Regions from separate parts of the Triticum aestivum genome. Here region 2 is linked to region 1. A link is a contact called in public Hi-C data. All regions are on one chromosome and are shown on one strand. Each heading gives the region's core, a stretch centred on a gene start, on an enhancer-like site or on the middle of the called end of the contact. The rest is flanking DNA. Distances are from core to core; before and after follow the strand shown. Region 1 holds the start of LOC123098473 (photosynthetic NDH subunit of subcomplex B 2, chloroplastic). Region 2 has its middle 53 kb from the start of LOC123098476.

The links. Hi-C and Micro-C count contacts between places; a contact is called where the count stands out from the background.
Region 2: a contact with region 1 is called in a Hi-C map of leaf, with 9 times the contacts expected there. The contact joins the enhancer-like site here to the promoter of LOC123098473 in region 1. A contact is called at or near these places in 4 of 5 Hi-C or Micro-C datasets (leaf and an unstated tissue) and 1 of 1 datasets of contacts at active chromatin or transcription factors (leaf).

The regions. Positions count from the first base shown.
Region 1 is chr4D:443,126,398-443,132,331 of IWGSC CS RefSeq v2.1, forward strand. LOC123098473 (photosynthetic NDH subunit of subcomplex B 2, chloroplastic) reads right to left here and starts at 2,719. Exons shown (of 2, transcript XM_044520459.1): 1 at 1,712-2,719; 2 at 1,275-1,629. The coding sequence starts at 2,608. The coding sequence ends at 1,435. It overlaps TRNAL-CAA (transfer RNA leucine (anticodon CAA)), which reads left to right and starts at 3,176; the gene lies at 3,176-3,259. LOC123098471 (DEAD-box ATP-dependent RNA helicase 38) reads left to right here. Exons shown (of 7, transcript XM_044520458.1): 5 at 1-231; 6 at 301-412; 7 at 916-1,364. The coding sequence ends at 1,067.
Region 2 is chr4D:443,376,751-443,382,684 of IWGSC CS RefSeq v2.1, forward strand. No RefSeq gene overlaps it. Among protein-coding and RNA genes, the nearest start is that of LOC123098476, 53 kb to the right of the region's middle. Within about 2 kb of position 3,336, at least 8 of the 8 cell types and tissues checked have an H3K27ac peak or open chromatin away from gene starts, as enhancers often do. A contact at or near this core is called in leaf, where this site is marked.

The sequences.
Region 1 (5,934 bases), core at 1,469-3,968:
AAGATCTTTGAGTTTGGGCAAAAGGTTGGACAGGTTATCATCTTTGTGAGAACAAGAAATAGTACTAAGAATGTACATAATGCTTTGACAAAAGAGGACTATGTGTGCTCCTCAATTCAAGGATCCCTTGACCAAGCAGAGAGGGAAAAAGTAATTCAGGAATTCAAAGATGGGTACACCAAGGTTCTTATATCAACTGATGTTCTTGCTCGAGGTTTTGACCAAGCACAGGTACTATGCGCGCCGTGCTATTTTGACACACCAGTTAAAATTTTCCTTCTAACATTCTTCCTTTGAAAGGTTAACCTGGTCATCAACTACGACATGCCAATCAAGTATAATACGAGAGATGAACCTGATTATGAGGTGTACCTGCACAGAATTGGCAGAGCTGGGCGCTTTGGCCGAAAAGGTAAATTTATGTCTTATCAGTCTATTATGTACATACACCACTGTAGCATATTGGTCAACACCGTGCCAGACAGTCGCGGTGTTAATAGGAATTAAATGGCTTGGGATAATGACAGATTGAACCTGTTAACCATCGATAAGCAAACACGCTACATTTAGTCAATCGTAATGCCTGTTTGTTCTAGCCTAAGGATGAACTTGTCAGCAGAACCAGTCTTCTGCGAGTAGGATTTGGCAATAGGATTTTTAGCTTCCTATATGATAGAACTGATGTGACCATTGTTTGTTGATTATAGATGTCACGTTTGTTTGCTCATTTTCATTTTTTTTCTTCAGAGGTTGTGATTTCCTATTTCTGGAGATTTTCAATTGATTTTCTTGGATAGTTTTCATGATTTATCAGTTGGACACATAATAAGTTGTGTTATATACCAGTTTATGAGTTAATCGCTGTTGAGTAGAGTTGCTTATCTTGTGGCCTAACTGAAATTTTGGTGGTGACAGGAGCTGTGTTCAACCTGCTATGTGGTCAAACTGATGAAGTTGTGATGACAAAGATCGAGGACTACTTCCAGCACAAAGTGCCTGAGGTCCCCAACTGGAAAAGCGAGGACAATTTTGAGACTGCTCTTAAGGATGCGGGTTTACTTGAGTAAACTGTTTACTGGCAGAAATAGGTGGCGGCAAATTGCGCGCTTATTTGATTATGTTGTCACCAGCACTTGGGTTCTTTCTTTTGTACCAGATGCTTGTGTCTGGAGTTGTGTGGATTATGTTGAGCTGATGCGATGAATTCTATGAGGGAGAGTCCATTTTTATTGCTCGTTCGTTTGAGGTTTTCAAGTCCTCTTCACACACGCCCATGTAATTTCGTTTGAGAATTCATTTGTATGTTATACTTGTACTACTACGCATGTGTACAGATTGATCGCAGTGGGCAGTTACAAGATTCATCCCCATGTGTAAGAATGTACATGATTGATTTCCTCTCTAACTCTGTTGGCACGCAAGAAAAAGGAAGTGTTACAAGTTGTCGTGCTCGATGACCTGAGCGCCCCTCCACTCCTTGCCGGGGCCGACGACGACGGGCACGAGGATGGACGCCGGCCCGGTGCAGAGGAAGTAGTCGTTGCCGAACTTCTCGTACAATCCTCCCGGGCTGCTCAGGTACATGTCCTCGAACCCCATCCTCACCAGCCTGAACCCCAGCCCGCTAGACTGTCCAAGCAAATCACAAGCCATATATCATCAGTGAGCAATGCGAATGGATGATGCATCCCAAGCCAAGAGACGAACGAACCTGGTCGATGGTGGTGAACTTGGACGGCGCGGTGCTGTAGATGCGCTTCTTCCTCTCCTCGGGCGGCGCCGCGTACACCCTGCTCACCTTCTTCTTGAGGATGGTGTAGAGGTTCTCCTCCACGGTCCAGGCGCCCTGCCGGGGCTCCTCCCCGCCGCCGCCGAACCACCCGGACTCCTCCCGCTTCATGGCCTCGGCGGGGGTGAGCAGCGCGAACCCGGACGCCGGCGGCGGGTGGGAGCAGTAGGGGCAGCCGCGGAGCCCCTCCACGGCCGTGCCCCGCCGCTTGTCGAACTTGATGTGGCTCAGCACGGCGCCCGTCAGCTCCACCGGCTTGGCCCCGTTGTTCTTGACGATCACCGCCGTCGCCATGCTCAGCGGGTACAGCGTCACCACGTACGACACCTCCAGCTTGGCCCCCTTGGCGCTGCACCCGAGCTCCACCTGCACGGCGTCGTATGAGTCCGAGTCCACGTCCGCCACGGACCACTCGGACGCGCCGAGGAGTGACGCGCCGCCGGACGACGAGGAGGAGGCCTCGTTGAGCACGAGCCCGACGCCGCCCTTGACCGCGCCGGCGCCGGCCACGGTGTGCAGCAGCTCCCGGCAGCCGTCCCCGCCCTCCCAGGACACCTTGGGCCGGTACGACGTGACCAGCCCGTCGTTGAGCCGCAGCTGCAGCGAGCTGCCGTTGCGCACGCTCAGCTCCGCCGTGGGCGCGCCCGTGGCGTCCGTCCCGAACCGGAGGCCCTTCCGGCCGAAGGTCTCCTCCAGCTGCGACGTCTGCGTAGCGGCGGGCACCGTCGACGCGACGCCCGAGGCTGCCCTCGCGGCCACGGTGGCCGGCCTGGGGGAGGCCGGGAGGTGGAGCGGGAGGAAGGAGGAGGCGGCCATCATCGGAGCTAGCGCTGGAGTGAGTGATAGCTAGCGGAGAAGGGGAAGGTGCTGGCCTTCCCCTTGAGAGTCGAGGCCGATTGGGTGTCACTGACTGCAGCCTCATATCCACCGGCTTGAGGATAGGTGGTTTCGCGCTCGCTCCTTGTCCGTGTCCTCTCCTTGCTCTGCTGCGACTGCGAGCCTGCCTAGCAACAGCTTGATACCGGAATGAGCATGCAGAAAAGAAAATGATCTTTGTTTTCGCAATTCAGAAACTTCCAAAATAGATGACCCAACTTTGTACTAACTTTAATATAAAATTGGGTCATCTATTTTGGAACCGAGAGAGTAGTATGTTTCAATTTTTATTCAGAGGAACTCTGAGGCCGATGCTAAATTCATGAATGTTCGCGTTGATAGGAATTTACTTGTAGGAACGGATCTCAAATGGGAGTTCTACAAGTATATGTACACTTTCGCAACAACAACGACAAAAGACAAGTATATGTAAAGTGATGGACTGTATACAATATCATGATGTTGTAGCTATGACTACATTAAGGCATTAAAACCGAACCGTACGTACAAGTCAGGATGGCCGAGTGGTCTAAGGCGCCAGACTCAAGTTCTGGTCCTCTAACGAGGGCGTGGGTTCAAACCCCACTTCTGACAATAATTTTTGCTTTTTTCCTTGCTTAATTTCCTGACAATAATTTATCTTTTGCGAGATTCTTCAGGCTATCCTACGGCTGGCAGAAGAGAAGAAACTGCTGACAGACAATACCTACTTTGGCAATGGTGGACTGAACGTAATCGGGGCAACCACGGTGAGAAACGGCTGGAAACTGACGCATTCCAATACTGTCCGGAGCCATGTTCAGCGAATGGTCTGACTGACGCCCTCCATGCGTAGGCCTTGGCCCTCTCCCGTGGCTGATCAGCTTGGAGTTGGCCGGGCGCTTTTCCTTTTTGCGGGTGATCTCTTCCGTGGCATCAAGTTTAAATCCAGTACCAAGTTCATTCAGACTGAGATTGTACATGTTGGACGTAGCTGTAACAAGCCAACGCATGTGCTGGCCGCCATGGGTCCAGTATCAGCTGATGGTGAAGCGTGCTTGTGGGTTGATAGTTTCCCTGTCGATGTAACCCGTGTTGTAACCAGCATTTTTGCCGTGCCCTAGATGGAATACGAGTGTTTCCATTTCAACAACAAAAAAAAAATCTCGTTCGCTCCTTTTCAACTTCTCATTTAGCTTCAAAATTTACCCTAAAGTAGCCCCGCCAGCAATTTATCTGAACATCCCTCTTCCATGCATTCTACTTCCTCCGTCCCAAAATGTAAGATGTTTTTGCTAGGAGGGAGTAGATGTTACCCCACCGCACCGCGCGGAGCCTGATTGGCAAACAAGTGCAGATAAAATTTTACCGTTGATTCAACCACGAATCCCTCTCATCCAGGAAAAAAACTATCAGGGAGGCGACCAACTCCTCGTGCGCTCTGCCGGCGAGGTCGTGGGTTCTCTTGCCCCAATCACCGCTCCGACGATGGATGGGTGAGGGAACCCCGGCTCTCTGCCTCCGTTGTAGGTAGGGTTAGGTTTAGTGTGTTCCACGAAGGTGCATGGATGACGGTGATGCCGGCATTTGGAATAAAATTTCCCAAGCTCAATCCCATCTCGACGACATCCTCGGTGGTGAAATCGAGGGATCTGCGGGAACCTTATTCCATCGTTTCCTTGGTGCGATGGATCTAATGGTGTTTGTTGTGTGCATGTCAGATCTCACCTCATGCGGTGTCCTCTTTGTTTGGGGGAAGGTAAAGGTCAGAGTACTTGGTGGGACGTTGGCGGTAGCGATATTCACGGAATGTGTGGACATCTCTACCTTGATTGGGAAGGTCAAGTTTAAATATTATTTTCGATCAGCAAATCAAGTGGCGCATGTGCTAGCTAGGTTTAGTTATTCCAATAAAGTTTCTTCTAGTTGGACCGATGAGCCTCCAGATTATCTGGTGAGCAAGCTCGTAGATGATGTATCTCTACTGATTAATCAATAAAGCTAGTCATGATGGTCTTCTCTCAAAAGAAAAAAGAACAAGGTTCGAGGCTCGTGGGTGGCGGTTCCGGTGTTTTGTCTCGACGACATCAACGGCATGCAACGGACCTGCATTTCGAGTAGCAAGGGATGATCCCCAGTTGACGGGCCAGAACGAAAATGGACTTGCCGACGACAATCCTCTTCTTCGACTCACAAAGCCCTCATGGGCGGTGTTGCTTCTTTGTCTTCGAAGGCCGCAAGTGGCGAGGATGGTCTTTGTAGAAATCTGCTTCAATGGAGTTTTCTAGCAAATATTTCTGGACATGCGTCCTCTCTCTTTTTCTCCCGTGGTTTTCATGATTCCGTGTTGTAATTTGACGTATGTTTAATGGTGTGCGAAATTTCTAAGAAAAAAAACGAGAGGCCACCTTAACGAATCCATATTTGCCTGCCAACGATCCGGCCGGCCTCCAAATAAGTTCCAACTTTCCAAGTAACAAATTCATGAAGGGATCACCAGAGCAGAGCAGCATGATCGTGTCTACTTGTGCGCCAATTGCCTTGGCGATGGACACGTACTTGTCCTTCCCCGCACGGCCTCGTCCGCGACGTACTCCCCCGCCCACCGGCACAGCGCCGGGTGCTCGTCCTCGGCGAGCAGCGTCACCCCGGCCATCTCCTCGAACACCCCCAGCCAGTGCGCGAGCCCGCTGGCGGCGACGTCGAGGAAGCCGACGCGGTCGCCGCCGAAGAACCTCCTCCCGCCGAGCTTCGTGCATTTTGTGCTGGTGTACATATTTGCCACAAACTTCCTCGTAGCTTCGTATTGGCGATACGTTCTATAGTATACGTGCTATGTTCTCCCGCCGCTGAAAGTTACCTACCGTCAGTCTTAATCCGGCAAGCTCTAAACAAATAACAAACCATTGTTAGCTAGCTACTAGTACTATGTGTCTAGTGATGTATAACTTTCGTTACTTCATGTTTTGGATGCAATGGGTAGCCTCTCCAACCAAGCTTCAGATTTTCGAAGAGGTCAAAACAAGAGGGAAGGAAGGTATATACCCCTACACTTGTTACAACCATGTAAAACAAGGTGCATGTTAGTCAAGGAATTGAAACAAAGATCCCAATTTCCCTGGAAAACCAAAAGCCTGAACCATGGAGTAGTGTTGACAAGTAGTGACACCACCATGACACAGCAGCTAGCGATCGTTCCAAATTCTTTTTAAGCTGAGCTTGACACCTCTCTAGGATACAAACCAGTGACCCACTGACAAGGACATTTATTCACATACCACTCACCAAGC
Region 2 (5,934 bases), core at 2,086-4,585, 250 kb after region 1:
TACCTATGAACCATATAAGTCTCAAAGTATTCCATATCCGAGGACGCTGCTATTCGAATAGATCATATTACCCTGCAGGGGTGTACTTCTCCACACACACACTCTCACCACTTACCACCATATACACGTCATGTATCTCGACAACCTTCAAGCGGAAGCCTGGCGAGGGTGTCGGCCACAACCTGACTAACCATGCAAGACTCTAGTCCAGGTTTATCGCCTATCTGAGGCTGAACCCGCAAGGGAAGTCCGGCCGAAGTTTCTATCATGGGCCCAAATGATGTGTGCAGGGTTCCCAAGCCTACCTCGCCTGGTGGAACTATGCTTGGTACACCGAGCCATGGTGCCTAGTCTATCCGAAGCCCACTTGTACCGTGTGCCACTTGGTAGACTACTAGCACGACATAGGTGGGTCATATGATGTCCTTGTACACCGAGCGTGCTTGTTGGCAGGGGAGGCTGTTGGACATAGGTGGGAGAGTCACACTGGTGCAATCATGTCTGACTAATATACCAATCTATATGATGTCCTTTTACCCTCTCCTAGTTGGGGTTAAGAAAAAATTTGATTTCTATAGAGCTACATTGGTGTGGCAAGCTGATGAAGATAATAAGAAATACCATCTTGTTGATTCGGAAAACCTGTTGTATGCCAAAACAGCAAGGGGCCTAGGGATCTGAAATTCGGAGGTCTTCAATAATGCTTTGCTAGCACAATGGATCTGGAAAATGGAAAGTGAGAAAGGTTTATGGCAAAACATGCTTTTAGAAAAATATGTAAAAGGAAAATGTATTTCTGGGGTGACACATAAGACTGGGGATTCCTAGTTTTGGTCCAGCCTTATGAAAGTGAAAGATATATTTTATCAAACGTCTTGGGGATGGTAAAAACACTAGATTCTGGGAAGATTGGTGGCAGGTGATAAGCCTCTGAAAGATGCTTACCCTTCTCATTATTTTATTAGTAATGATCATGTCATCTCAGTCAATGATGCTATTGATTAAGGGTGGCATAAATTTTCTTTCAAAAGATCTCTGTATGATGAATCGATAGAATTGTGGACTAGTCTTAAAGATAGATGTTAGGAAGTTCAGATGCATGGGGGTAAAGATAAACCAATGTGGATGCTCACTTCTCATAGAGTTTTTTCTGTTTAATCTTTATACTTGAATATGATAAAAGTTAACTATGGATTCCCACAGAAATTTCTATGGAAGATTAAGATTCCAGCCATGATTTTTTCTGTGGTTGCTAAACAGAAAAAGTATCTTAACTAGGGACAATTTATTAATTGGGGGGGGGGGGTGGAAGGGGGACAAGAATTGTGTGTTCTTTGGAAAAAAAATGAAAATATTGACCACCCCTTCTTTTCTTGATCTGTTGCAAGGCTCATTTGGAATTTGATCCGATGTGCTTTTGGTTTGTGCTCTATCCGTATCGACCTAAATGATTATTTTGGAAGATGGGCAAGAAGTTTCATTGAAAATGATAAGAAATTGGTTCTGGTTGGAACTGCAGCTTTACTTTGTGCAATTTGGTAATGTTGTAGTGATATTATTTTTTATAGGAAAAGGTTGAATGATCCCTTTGTCCTGATTAAAATGATGTGTAACTGGATTTCGGATTGGGCTGTGTTGCAGGTAAAGGACCCAGAGGGAAAACTACTGATGCTGGGAGCAAGACTCATCGAACAGGTGGCAAGTGAGATCTACCGGGCCTCTCAGGGGTGGAGGATTTGCGTTCCAAGATTGGGGGTTTCGCTGGAGCTCCGGTCGTCCCACTTGGGAGCTCTCTCTGTTGCCCGGGAGAACTTTCTTTTGCGTTTGGGCAGTAGTAGTAGTCGCTAGTGTTATGTTGCTCTTCTTCAGTAATAGACTTCCCCTGTGTGAGTTTAGCTCCCGAGAACTCTGCTATGTAATTTTGCTAGTTTGCATTATGGTTGGAAGGTTGTAGTAGTGTTGGACCTTTTAGTTTGGCCTGGATGTGGCCGCGAATCTTGTGGCTATTGTTGGTTTCTCTAAATGAAATCGGAGGGGAAGCCCTCTTTTGCTAAAAAAACGAGCTACATCACTCGTGATACTATAATTAGCAAGTAATGATACCACTTGGCTAATAATACCATATATAAAAAGTACAATAAGCAAGGTAAATGACGTAAAATGTGTTACCGGATCGGCTCATGATATAATTGCTAACAAGCAGCAAAGCCGCTCGGACACTGAAAGCGACAGTACTGAAATGGTGCAAGTAAAACGAGTGGTTCATGAGCGGCGCCACTCACGACGGTCGTTAAGAAGCACTGACAAATAAAGACATGCTCAGTTACGAGATGATGCGAAGACCACATAATAATGGAAAAACCACATAATAATAATAGATAGATAGATAGCAAACAAATGTTCTTTCTGTGGAACCTCCTCGCACAACAAAAAGATGCTGCAAACGAGGATAGACATCGTCGCCCATTCGGCGCGACACGAATGTCGGTCCATGCGTAAAACTTGAACGACTGCTGAGATACAGGAATGATGCGAAGAAGGCAAAACGGAAACCGGCGTAAGCACATGCTAATAGACAGCAAACAAATGTTCTTTCGGCGGAACCTAGCTCACACGACACAGAAACGCTGCTAACGAGGATCGGCGCCGCCGCCAGTTGGACACGGCACAAGTGTTGGCCCATAGTGGCGTTGCAGCAAGGCTCTCTCTCGTTCTTGCGCTTGGTTTAGGAAATTGCGGCCGTGGGGTGGCATGTAACTGTGGTGCTTTCGCGCAGCGAGTTTGGTTGGTGCCTGCGGGCCACACGCAGTACGTGACCCCTCCGGCGGGTGGGTGTCCGTCCGAAGCAGTCGATCGGCCTCTCCGGCTGCGGGCCACGCAGCACGCACGGAAGGGCCGAGAAGCGGATGCGGGTGGAAAAGGAAAGGAAGGAGCGAGAAGCGGATGCGGACGGGCGGGCTCCAGCGGCACGCACAGTGGCGAGCGGCGGACGCGGCCGCCCACGCGTCGCCCCCACGGCGCTTAATGTATCCTTCCTTTTTTAATCTCTCCTGGAATTTCAGGGAAGTGCTTGTTGGGAGAAAAAAGAAGGGCGGTTGAAGATAAGGCGCCGCACGTGCCGTGCCCGCTCCTCCGGTGCCACTTGCGGAGGAGGGAGGGCGGGCGAGATCGGGCGGGCGGCGGCCCCCACGCCGGACGGACGGGAGAGATGATAAAGAATGGAAGGGGATGGATCTGGCCGCCCGGCCGGTGTCGCCAGATTCTCGATCGCCCGTGCGCCCTCGCCCTGTTTGTTGCGGTGGATGGATGATGGTCGAATCTTTGGGCTGAGATTCCACGCCCGCCCTCTATCGGCAGGGGAAGTCGCCGTGTCGTGCGCCCGCTATAGGCCCCGTCCCCGGTCGACCGGATCCCACGTCGCCGTCGCGTGCGACCGTTCGCTAGATCGCGGTTCAGCACGTCTTTTTGCTATAACTAGTCATGGACAACATACGCGTAGCCATTCATTTGCGCCACAAAAACCTTGTGTGTAACTTGTCATCTGAGATTGACATGGTATCATTGACCCACCTGCACCGCATCCTTTCCTTGGTGACCAAGGATCGCGTCGGGGCACTACTGCACCTAACCTGATCCCAAACGGCCCGTCCTCAACGTTTGCTGACGCGAAACGGCCGACGAGTGACCAAGGGTTTCGAGTGGCTGAAGATCTTCACGCACACCATCGGTCCATCAATCATCGCCGCGTTGTTGTCTAGTGCCACCTCACGGCGCGTCTGCGTCACAGGTCATCCCGGACAACGACCGCCATTCCAGATTTTACATACTAACAAGCATGGTTTGACCGACTGTTCCCTCGCGTCCTGCACACGTAGACGGTGCATCTCAGCCGCCCAAATGAACCTGAGGTTTGCTGGTTCGTCCGGCTTGGCTTGCCGTGCCTTGCCCGAATTCCCTTGCTCGCTCGCATCCCGACACTGACGCCTCAATCAGTGTATGTAAACTCCAGAGCTGCAGGTGGATAAACCATTCAACTTTAACTAATGGCGTAATAATAATTCATGCATGATAGTAGTACTAGTAGTAGCTCTCGCTGGAGCCTCGAGATGTTATCGACTGAGGATATAACGTCGCAATCATGGAGTATCTTATAGTATCATCATCGAATTTTTGGCGCTCATAATCTTTCAGCTTGACCGGTGAGCAATGCAATGACGCCAACATACTGTGTCCCAGGAAATGAAGACAGGACATCGAGGAATCCACAACCCAAGATAAGAAATCTGAATCACTCAGTTTCTTCTTTTTCTGACGGAGAGAAATCTGAATCACTCTGTTTTTTTTTTTTGAGAAACTCTGAATCACTCTGTTGGGACTTGGGACGACCCAGTCGAGCCCTTTTTAGGGGGAGGAACACGAGGCTGATCTGGACCAGATCAGGCCCAGTACACTTCGGGTGGGCCTCGTGCGCGGCCCCAAATTTAGATGTTTAGTTTTTTCAAATAAATGATTAATATTTTTTATAATATATGCGTTCGTGTTGACTTCTTTTCATTCACATTGTTCATTCTTCATATACATCAAAACCTTTTTTAATACTCTAGATGTTTATTATTTTCTAAATCGATGATTAACATTTTTTTCAAATATATGTTTTTTAACAATTTCAAATGAATGGTAAACATTTTTCAAATACACATTGAATCTTTTGTTACATTGTATGTCATGAATATTGTTTTGAAACGCAGGAATATATCTATAAATGTAATATGCATGTTTTTTGAACGGTATGAAACATTTTTTGAATTACAAGAAAATGATTTTTACATTGTATAAAACATTTTGTAAAACTGTCATGGACATTCTATTAAACGTGTGAAAATTTTATAAATGTTGTACACATTTTTTTAAAACTACGTTGACCATTTTCAGATTCACGGTTTAAATTTCCAAGTAATTTTAAAATTTTGAATATACACCCTTTGTCGCTAAAGATAAGACGTTTTGGTAGTTCAAAGTATCTCTTACAAAATTATAGAAACTGAGGTAGTGCATATTTAGAATATTTGTTTCAAAAATATGAACAAAAGAAAAGAAAAAAACAAAAGTGAACTAACATGTAGGGAGCTACTTGGGCTGACCCAATAGTAGCGACCTCCTTTGATCTCGTAGCAGGCGATACATAGCTGCTACCGATTGAGACCACCGAAACTCCAAATATCCAATTCTGAGTCCGGGCTCATCTCCACCTGGTGAAGAGTAAATTAAAAAAAATACTAGAATTTTTTTAAAATTTATTTTTTTCATGGAAGATGTTTGAGTGCATGAGGTCCGTGCCAATTTTCAGCGCATTCTGAAATCTAAGTAGCTCTAAAAACAGGTCCCAACAGTGCATAAATAGTAACTTTTCTAGTATTTTTTGCGGAGAGTTACCCAAATGTCCAAAGAAGCTAAAAATTAGCGCAAATATCATGCACTTAAACCAACAAAATATTTTTTGTTTGAACTTTTCTACTATTTTTTTATTTTACTGGTCATGGGCGGGAGCAAATGTGCTCGGAAGCCATTTTGCCGTTCTTTCAAGCTCTTGTAATACTCTGCTGCCGCCGATGCATTTCTTGTGTCGTAGCCTAGTCCAACTCTTGGTGTTCTCCCGCACATACGCCGCTTCGGCCTCATGTCCGTTACCGATGATCTGCTCCCCGACCCATGGACATGGCGATCTGATCCGGGACCTCCTATTGACGGTAGCTGCGTCAAATTGGAGGCGAAACACATAGGGCATGTGCTGATGGGCTGGCCCACTCGCATTATACTATAGGAAAACTAGTGTATTGCAGCAACCGATGTAGTGTGGTGAACCGAGGCACCATAGCGACCGGTGTATTGCAGTGACCCGAGGGAGTGGGGGTATTGTAGTGAACACTTTTTAAT